Regions from separate parts of the Dromaius novaehollandiae genome. Here region 2 is linked to region 1. A link is a contact called in public Hi-C data. All regions are on one chromosome and are shown on one strand. Each heading gives the region's core, a stretch centred on a gene start, on an enhancer-like site or on the middle of the called end of the contact. The rest is flanking DNA. Distances are from core to core; before and after follow the strand shown.

Region 1 (5,238 bases), core at 1,648-4,147:
AGGCGATGCACCGCAGCAGGGAATGCAGCCAGCCCAGCAACCCTGTCGCGTGGCATTGCCTTTCGGGGCTGGTTTTTCTGCTAGATGCAATGCTGCCGGGGGGGTGATTTGAGAAATCACAGGGAAAAAGAAAGATTCGCAGAAGGCAGGCCAGTGGGAACAGAAAGAAGCCTTCGTGCTTCTCCTAGGCGTCCCAGGATGAGAGCCGGCCCCGGCCAGGCCTGGGCAGGGGCCGAGGCGCTGGCGCTGCCCCTTCCACCCAGCTACGGGACAACTTGCGCTGCCGTTGCGTTTCCCACAGCTGGGGCCGGCAGCGGCCGTGAGGCTGCTCCCTTCCATCGCCGGAGCGGCCGGGGACCCCAGAGCCGCTCTTGTCCTTCCCCACATGTTGCAGAGGGGAGGAGGCAACACTGCAAGGGCAAATACGTGATTTTTTTGATGGCTTTTACTCCCTCTATGCCTCTTAGCAAGTTAGGCTGTAAATTCACCCTCTATCCTCGGTGCTTGCATGCAAATGTGCTGTTATCCTTAGAAATAAAAACAAACTGTGAAGTATTCTTGGATTCAGGATGTTTTAATCAAAGAAGAGTCTGATCCATGCACATTAGATTACTTTCACATTGTATCGTGTGGGGCATACGTGTGCATGTCTGCGCATGTGTATCCTCTCCTTTTACTTTTCTGTCCTTTTCTTCTGGGCCTCGGCAGCTGGGGAGGGATGGTTTGCCTGGCGCTTCAGAGCAGCTCAGTAGTTCGGTGGCTGCAGTATTTCTCTGGGCAAACCAAAACGTCGCCGCTGCCTCTTTGCGGGAGGCTGTGGGTCAGCGCCACAGCAACGCGCCTTACAGGGAGCTCATCGCCTGCGTCCCCCATCTGCGGTCTGAACATGACAAGCGGGGGCCAATTCACCCCTGTCTCAATGGTATCCCCATAGCAAATACCTCCTTATAATGAATACACAGGCTCCCATAATCCAAGATGCCGATCGGAAGCAGCCACCTATGTTGTGCACAGAAATTGCCTTCTGTTTTGGGCTTCTTACCCTTGCAAATATAAAACTGCCTTTTATATATAACGCACGTATAACACCGGCCATCTTTTTGGTGTCTGCACTCCCATCTTCTGGGTCTTGGCTGCTTCAAAAGCATCAGCATCTGTTCAGGATTTCATTCATTGTAACAGAAGACTTATACGTTTCAAGCCTCCCTAACCAAGTCTCTAATTGAAGTCCTTCTAATCCTCTGCTTTGAAAATTGCAACAAGATTTGCTGGAAACCAAGGGAGCACATGGCCAGAGTTTGTGGCTGCCACCACAGCACCTTGAAAATGCCGCCACCTTCCAAGCGAGCCGCAGGAAACGCGCCAGCGGTGGCCAGCGCTGCGGCGCGTCCCCTGTAGCAGAGCGAGGGCGAGAAGGCAGGGCGTCAGCGCAGCCTCCCACCCCCCGACATGGCCTCTCTCCAGGGCTGCCAGCAATCATTTCACCACTTTTAAGGTGCATTGCACTTAGCAGGACAAATGCCAGAGGAGGAATTTTGTGTGCTTGAATAATGTTGTAATTTACCTTATAACCAGGCTCATTACGACTTTGAGTGCTCTGTTGATTTACCTGGCTTTTGATTTAGTGGACTCTTTTTAAACGACTGTTTAGGAACCCAGCCAAGGACTGCAGGCAAAAGGCATTAAACCCTTTTGGAGCTACAGTCACCCGCTCAGACACTGACTTTTTAAAATTAAGACAGACATCGGGCAGCCGCACCAGGCCCATATACAGAAAGCTGAGACTGAATTAAACAAATATGCAATACAGTGGGTGGTTAAAAAAACCAGCAACAACAAGAACACATGCATTTATTGGTTTTGTTTGTAAAATATTACTAAACAATTGGCAATCTTTAGCACTCGTACAGTATGGGCAAACTTATGAAGGAGCAGCGATAAAGTTTCCTGCCAGACCGTGCTCCAGCAGTATTTCACGCCTTCCAGGCTTGCTGGCGCAGAAGGTGGCAACGAGACCTTTGCCTCACCTAAAAATACTTGATTAAGCAAAGCCTGACCGGGTACCCCGAAAACCAGGGAGTCCACCTGGCGGCGGGGAGTCCTGGGGGATGCAGCATGGGGGCACTGAAGCCACCCCGGCGCGTGACTTCGTGCTCCTCGGCAGAGAGGAGCCGGCAAGCTGGTAAGCTTTACACGGCCTGGAAAGGCTGCTTTTAGCGACAACCTGCTGCAAGTCCTTCTGCACCTGTCCCCGGGGTTGGGCCCCGAGCACGTCTCTGCCTTGAGCTGGATGACACCCAGATCAAGCCAAGCAGACTGAAGGCGCTGTGTGTCAAGCTGTGCTCATAACCTGGAGCCTCAGGGGCCCAAGCGAACCCAAAGTCATCTCTGCTAAACACACGCGTGCTACTGTAGCGTCTCCTTTTGGTGCCAAGGCTCTGCGTCCTCACTCCCAGAATGGGTCTGGCAATGGTGAAGTGTATTTGTATCCTCCCTCCCTGAAACTGGCCTGTTTCGGACTCCCAGTTCGATGCTGGGAGCATCCCGGTTGTACGACCCCATGGGGAGCCCTGAGCTCCGCTGCTGCAGCGCGAGCCCTCTTTTTCCAAAACCTCAGCTGCGCTCCTCTTCGCTCGTCAGGCAGCTGCTATCCCTGCCTCTCCTCACTGCTAGCCCAAGCCTCTCTCTGCATTAGTTTCCTCCTGTTTTGTTTCATTAAACTTGCATTTAAATGCACTATTGGTTGCCCCTAAATGAATAACCTTCCTCTGTGTAATATTGAATCCCTCTGTATTAGCCCCTTTCCCCAGCGGCTCCAAATCTTCCTGTAGCCTGGTGCATTCCTCCGATGCATGAGCAGCCTCCCCTCCTCTCATGATGTCATCGGTGTCTGGACACCCAGCAACTCGATCCAGCCTCCGGCTCCGTTACAGAAAGCTCTTGAACAGAGCAAGTTGCAGCCCTGAGCCCTGGGAGAGGCTGCCTGTTAGCTCTCTGCATGAACACCGTCCTACTTATTATACTTCTTTCTTCCCTGCCCAAGTTTTTATCCTTGTAATATTGATACTCCAATACTTGTATACTTATTACTGACCTCATTTTTCTGCTGCATAATCAGTAACCTTTGTTAAACTCCAGGAGACACAAAATCATTGCTTTAAACTTTCTGGGCTCACCTTCATGAACTTCATGAATAGTTAGGGTTTGGACTTCTGTAGCAGCAATTTTGACCATGGCCCCGTGTGCCAGACACTTGCAAACACCAGTTCCTGCTTTAACCTCCCCACCCACCCCACTGTTTTCCCAGTACTTTCAGCATCACAAGACAGCCCAGGGGATGCGGGGCCTGGGGGAGGAAGGGAACATTTTCCGGGTCGTGATATGAGGTATCAAGGGTTTTTTTCACTCACCAGGGGCTACGCGCTGCTGAGGATCATCCTTTACATTTAAACTAGGTAATAAGCAACTACAACCTAATGGCAGAAAGCAGAATACCCTCCTCTATTTTCGCCAAATATTGAGCTGCTCGGTCTTTCCAAAGTGAATGGCCTTGGACAGGGATGAAACTTGTGACTTTTCAGCCTAGAAGATGAAAGTTAAAGAAAACTGTGCACTGTTGGAAACAACGGGGTTATGATGGAGACCCCGTGCTCAGCTGTTTGCAGCAGCATCCTCCCTCCACAGCGAGGGCAGTCTTTCAGATACGATACTGAGGTGGTGCCTGAGCTGCAGCAGCCGCAGAGCAGGGGGTGCCTCTGTGGCCGGGCTGGCTCTGATCTGAACTCCCAGTACAGCTCTGTGCAACCCTGCTGCTTCTGGCTGGCCGGGGATGCCACGGACCTCGGCTAAATCCTGCTTCCCATAGAAATGCCCCGCTGATGAGGAGTTTCTGAGAAGCTCCTCCATCAGCTTGGGAGGGACAGAAATTCCCTTTACCAAGGGGAATCGTGAAAGGCTGCCAAAAGATTGAGCTCTTAGCATATCCCGTCACCTCTTCGCAGCTTAAATCTTATCTCCCTGATTCTTTTCACACCACAGTTCATGCACAATAGGTGTTTTCTCTATAGGGATGGTTTGGCTAAGGAGACCAGCATCCTGAAAAGGATTGCCAAGCCCATGTAATTGGGGCAAGTATCTAAATGTTTCGTTCTTCATGTAGCGAAATGGCATGTAAGCCCAAAGCTTTTGTTCCATTAGCTAATGGCAGAATTCCTGTTTTGTGACACCTCTGCATGCTGAAATAGCCGTCTTGAAGAACAAATGCTGGAAATTAAAATCTTCTCGAGTCAAGCTTCCTCATTAGCAGCCTGCCTGGCTAGACTCTAGCTTATTATTTTTTTCTGCTGTGTAGCTGTAAAGAGAGAACCGAGGAGAAAAATAGACAATTAAAATGCATTAAATTGATTTCCAAATGAGTATGCAGAACTAGAAAGTCTCAGGAAGAACCCCGTCTCTTCTGTTGCACCTGTTGCTGTATGCGAGAGCCAGAATTCACCAGCAACTAGAACAAGGTACATTTGCAAACATTAGCGGGGTCAGACCTTTTTCTAGGATCCTTCAGTCAAGCCTCTGAAAAACAAATGTATGAAGTCATTGCGTTTGCTTGCGAAGGACCATTGACGAAGCAGAACTTTTCAAAGGCCCCGTGAAAGTTTTTCAGATGAACTTAGCCTCAGCATTTTAAACATCAGACTCTCAGCTTTGCAAAGCCAACAAATCAGTTTTCTCATCATAAGGAAAACAGCAGGAAGAAAGCACCTTGCTGACCCCTCATGGTCCTTTTGCTCTAAATTATCCTCCAGTGCAACAACAAAACTACAGGCGTTATAAAACACCACAACACCACAACACCAAACACTCGGTCTGCTCTACAGCTGAGGGCTCATCAGCAGGCCATTGCATCTCAAGCTAATGCAGATATATAAAATGCAAGCACTGCAACAGTCGAAGAGACACCACAAAGATCATACAAAAGAAGCCTTTCCTTTTCTTCACTTTCAGGACTCTCCTGTCCTCCTAAGAGTCCAGTTTAGTTTATCTTCAGGTTGCCTTTTAAGTATACTAAGTAAATTATAAAATTAAAGAAGCCTCTCAACTGTGTGAGAAGGAGGCTCCCCACAAATGTGCGTGTTGTGTGCAAAACCAAACAGCTCAGATAATGCAAATGCTGCCAAGGGCAATAACGCTTCTGGTAAGCAAACTACGAGGTACAGCAGAGAAAGAGCAACCTCTTGTACC
Region 2 (4,748 bases), core at 559-3,058, 190 kb before region 1:
GCTAAGCAACAGTAACTTTGGCTGAGAGTTAGGACTATTTTTGGAAGCTTCAAAAGTATCTAGGGAAAGTACTTTTCACTTTTATTCATATAAACAGTATCTCTATTTATTAAAAAAGTGAGAAATGGCTTCTCTTCAACTTCAAATGGCTTTGACAATAAAATTCTGCTTATACCAAGGTCTTGGGAGACACATGAAGCCTTCTGATAAATGAGGGGTTTGGATGATGAAGAGAGGACCTGAAGACTCAGGAAAAGATGCTTTAGAGTCTTGCCCCTGGAGCACAGTGAAATAAAGGTGAATTCACTCTAGATCCTAGCTCTGTTTCCCCTATCCATTACTCTTACATCCCAGCATGGGGATGGACTGTGATGAACCATACAATCTTTTCCCTCTCAAATTGCTAAAAGCCTAAGGAAGTCATTCCTGCAGTGAAAAGAAGAGGAAAACTTATCTATATGTTTAGGTTCCGAAGTATAAGCTTAAATCTCATGGAAGTCCATAGAATTTAAAGCACAGGCTCAAATGCTTTGCTGAATAGAGATGTGTTGCTGAACCATGGCCAAGACTTAAGTTGAGGTGCTGTCACCCATAGAAATACTAACATGATCAATATCGATCCTATACTTAAATGCTTTGTTAAAAGGGAATAGACTTTTCTCAGGGCTTCTGGTTCATCCTCTACAGGAGCATCTGATTGGATCAGGGATTCAGAATAAATTTAATGAGTACAAACACTACAAAATAAAAAGCCCAACCAGAACAGGAAACTGTGGGACGAGTCAGGGCAATGCTCTTCTAGACAGCTAAGCTGCTATTGACAACTTTAAGGTTCAGTACACTTTACTGTGTTGCTACCTCTCATTCTGAAATTAGATTTCCTTTGAAGAGAGAGAGAGAAAAAAAAATCAGTACTAAGCATAGGATAAAACTAAGAAGAATTTTATTGGATATGGATCATCTTCTTCACTGGTATAAACTGTCTGATCTCCATCCCCCTGTGTCCATCAGCTAATGATATGCCCAAGGAGTTACACTGCTAGCACGCTAAAATCCATGGTATGAACAGGAAACAAAGTAGTTTAACACTGACTGTCGCTGCATACTAATTTCCAGCACCCTTTTCTAACTTTCTTTTTCTGTCTTCCACCACTTCTGTAACAAACCCTCTGATCCTGCAATGTCCTCTGATACTCTTGCTGCAAACTGGGGGCCGGCATATGGGTTTACAGCTAAGCATGTGCTTACAGGATTTACTGGTTATGGCTGGAGCAATCAGAACCTGACAAGATTAACCTAAAATTTCTAAACAAAACATGAAGGAGGCTTCAGACATTAAAGATGATCTTAAAACAACTGACTTTAAACTTCGAGGAAAATCAGGTTTGGGTTCGAGCCTTGCACCTTATGGCTGTTCTCAAGCTGTTAAAATGAGAAGCCACTATGAGGTTTTATTCCTTATCAGAAACACCAGTCCTAGTTGTGTGGCGGTAAATGTAAGCGGTCTGCTGGGCACTGCCCTGCATTACATTTTGCCTTCAGTTTCTCTCATTTTTAGCTTTGAAGACTTTTTAGAAGTCAGATCTGATGAAAAAATTGTCAGGACATAATTTCTGAATCTGATCCATTTTTACATGTTTAACTAAGTAGAAAGCAAAAGCAAATGTTAAAGCAGCAAAAAGTGTTACACAACTACATAATGAGCATTAGAAATGCAAGGGGGAAAATCTGGCGCGTGTGCGGTTATTCCCAGCCACAGAGCCCCTGGAACTGGAGCAATGCTCCGGGATGACTTTTAGAAAAGCTTTCTGTGACCACTAGGGGCCCTGCAAGTACTTCGGCACGAACTTACTTTGGCACCTATACACAATAAATTATTGAGATATACTTTTTAAAAAAGAGCAACAGAAAAAATGCTGCACTTCCAATTACTGCAAACCATCGTCCTCAGACTGTAAACAAGAGCCTCCATCCAATCTCTCTGTTCCTCGTATGCCCCTGTGCAACAGAGTACAGAGAGTTGCTCATTCAAGAGCTCTCTTTTGCCAACAAATAGCGGGCTTTGAAGATAGAAAAACAAAAAATTTACATGACGAGGGAGCAACAATCAGCACACAAAGAAAGACATCAGCAAGAAGGACTTTCGGCTGCCAGCCATACAACATATATAAATTACAGAGGGGTGTGAGGGAAGGGAAGGGAACAGAAAGTGCGAGTGTGTATCCAGGAAGGGATGGAGCGAAGGCTCCCGGCAGGAGCCTGGGAAACTCCATGCTGTTCAGGAATGCCGGAGCCACAAATAGTTTAGGCAGGAAAGCCCATTACACCCAAAAGCCACATCGCTGCGTGTTCCTTTCGCTTCCCAGGGCTGAAAATCCAGCCGAAGGATTAACGTGCTGTGCCCAACATCCAGGAAGCAAAGGTGGCACACATACCATAAAACTGACTCTCGGAGAGCAAAAGAGGAAAAAAGATTTTTCTCTCTGCGATACCGAGGTCTAGTCTACGAATAGAATAAAACAGTTTGTGTTCTTGGAAAAGGAGAGCTTTGCTAGATATTTGCTAGATATATTTTCCACCCTCCAGTATTTATTTCTAGATGGCAGATCTTAAATCTGTCATTCTCCCCCTGTTTCAATCCTGCCCAGCCTAAATGTCAAGTCACTATTATTTTGAGAAGGAAATTCATAAATCTGGAGAAGAAAGACACTTTTTGCAACAGACCGATTGGAGGGGGAAAAAAAGAACTTCTTGTTTAGTGCCCTTTGGAGGCTGAGATGCCAGAAGCGGTACAGCGGGAGATGCGCGTAGTGGGGTGAGGGCAGGTAGAGCCGAGGGTAGTGCCGGCTGAGCGCAGGGTCCCAGGCTGCTCTGTGCTGGCTAGCCCCGACGGCCCGTGCACTCAGGAGCACCAGAGCCCAGCCAAATCTCCCCCCCCCCCCCCCCCGCCAGTTTTTTTTTCCTCTAGCTGCAGACGCTAACACAGAGTTTCACAACTGCGGGCAATTTTAGCTTGACTTCACGCGCATAGGAAGTGGCAGCTGGCAACAGATACTCTCTGGAGTACGAAATCCTCATGACAACAGTTCTCTGAAGCAAAAGCTGTAAAGTGCTGTAGTGTTTTAACTGCTCTGCTATTAAAACCAATGTAATTATTAAAACCAAGTCAGCTCTGGATACTGCCCTCCCTCTTTATTCTGAAGTAACAGCCCCGGCACTCCACTACCATTTTGTAACTGCCACCTTTTGCACCATTACCTCATGCTGGTGAAATTACTAAAAGGATTACCAGAGGTAGCTGCTGTAATGAGAAGCCATTAAATTTGGTGACCAAGGAGCTCTTTTCCGGGCAGATATAGGCCTGGTTTCAATGGTGAGGCTGTACTGCCGCACAGGTCCTCCCACCTCCCACGTGTTGGAGCCTCAGCACTGCTGCAGACTGTGGGGGAGATGTGGAGAAGCTACTGCCCTCCAACACACCAAACAGGTAAATCCTATTTCCCTAGACTTGGTGAAAAAGTTAAAACTCAGAGGAAACACTGAACCATCATCTGTATCACAGGAGATTTATCATGTGCAGACTTTGACTCTAGGTACAAATTTCATGGGACAACAGGAGGGTTTCATCTGATTCAAGGAATCATGTGCTATGGAAAAAGATTATAGGTTGCTCAAGTCCTTCCCCAGCTCAGAGTATTGCTTTGATCAAGAGGGATGGATCCCAACCATAGAACAAACAAACCTATACTTACTTTAAACGAATAAAAGTAAGAAACAGAAAAAATAACTGCCTGGTTAAATTCAAGGACTGTCTTAATGAGAAAATATTTTCATCTTTGATCAAACAGAAATGCTACCTTTCAGTGCACAAGCTAAGCTTGCACAGCATCCAGCTGGATGGAAATACTTTAAAAAATAATCACTGTTGTCTATACAGCCCCTTTCAGTCAATACACTTCTACAAGTCTGAAACAAGAGACTTTTATCATTTTTTTTTCCAGAAGATAGTTTAGATAAGTGATTTGCTGAGGATCACACAGCAGATTAGTGGCAGATGCCATCCTGGTCCACTGATCTCCAGGCCCAAGCTGCCTTTCCAGTTCACTCTGCCATGGTATTACATTCTCCTGTCTAATGCATTTTGCCTATTTTTCTCCAACATAGAAAACATATTGATTATACTAAACACTGATGAACAAAAACAGAAGTTACTTCACATATTCATTTGGTTTTTTAAAAAACTGAAAATTACTTTATTCAGTTATTCAGAGTGCTTTCTTTTTTCTTTCTTAGCCTTACAACATTTTTCATCTAATCCAGTGTCCTGGTTTTAGCAGAAGTCAGTGGCAAAAGCAATACCAACATTAAATGGATTGTTATAGACTACAGGATGCAGTTTTATTCCTACATGAGAAGCTGCAAGTCACGTAAGCAATTTGTGGATATTTGGTGTAACACAGCAACACTTGAGTTAGCTTTAAATTAGCTAGGTGTGGCATCATTAGCACTTGAACTGTAGCTGCAACAGGCGCAAAGCTTATATTCTGTATTGAATGGGACCCTCAGTATTTGTGGTGGATGAAATACAAAAATAGTAACTTCATATTATAAAACGCTGTCCTTAAAATCTCATTTTACTGAATGCTGCTAGACAGAACTGCTGGATGCATATGTCATATGCAATTCCTGCTTGACTGTGGAAGTAGAGAAGTAAGTACAGTGTAAAACTGGCCATCAGAACAGTAGTC

Evidence for each region. Hi-C and Micro-C count contacts between places; a contact is called where the count stands out from the background.
Region 2: a contact with region 1 is called in a Hi-C map of brain, with 7 times the contacts expected there. The contact joins two enhancer-like sites. A contact is called at or near these places in 2 of 4 Hi-C or Micro-C datasets (brain and liver).

What each region holds. Positions count from the first base shown.
Region 1 is chr2:93,676,605-93,681,842 of bDroNov1.hap1, reverse strand. No RefSeq gene overlaps it. Among named protein-coding and RNA genes, the nearest start is that of NFATC1, 5.6 kb to the left of the region's middle. Within about 2 kb of position 2,897, at least 2 of the 2 cell types and tissues checked have open chromatin away from gene starts, as enhancers often do.
Region 2 is chr2:93,869,426-93,874,173 of bDroNov1.hap1, reverse strand. No RefSeq gene overlaps it. Among named protein-coding and RNA genes, the nearest start is that of CTDP1, 29 kb to the left of the region's middle. Within about 2 kb of position 1,808, at least 2 of the 2 cell types and tissues checked have open chromatin away from gene starts, as enhancers often do.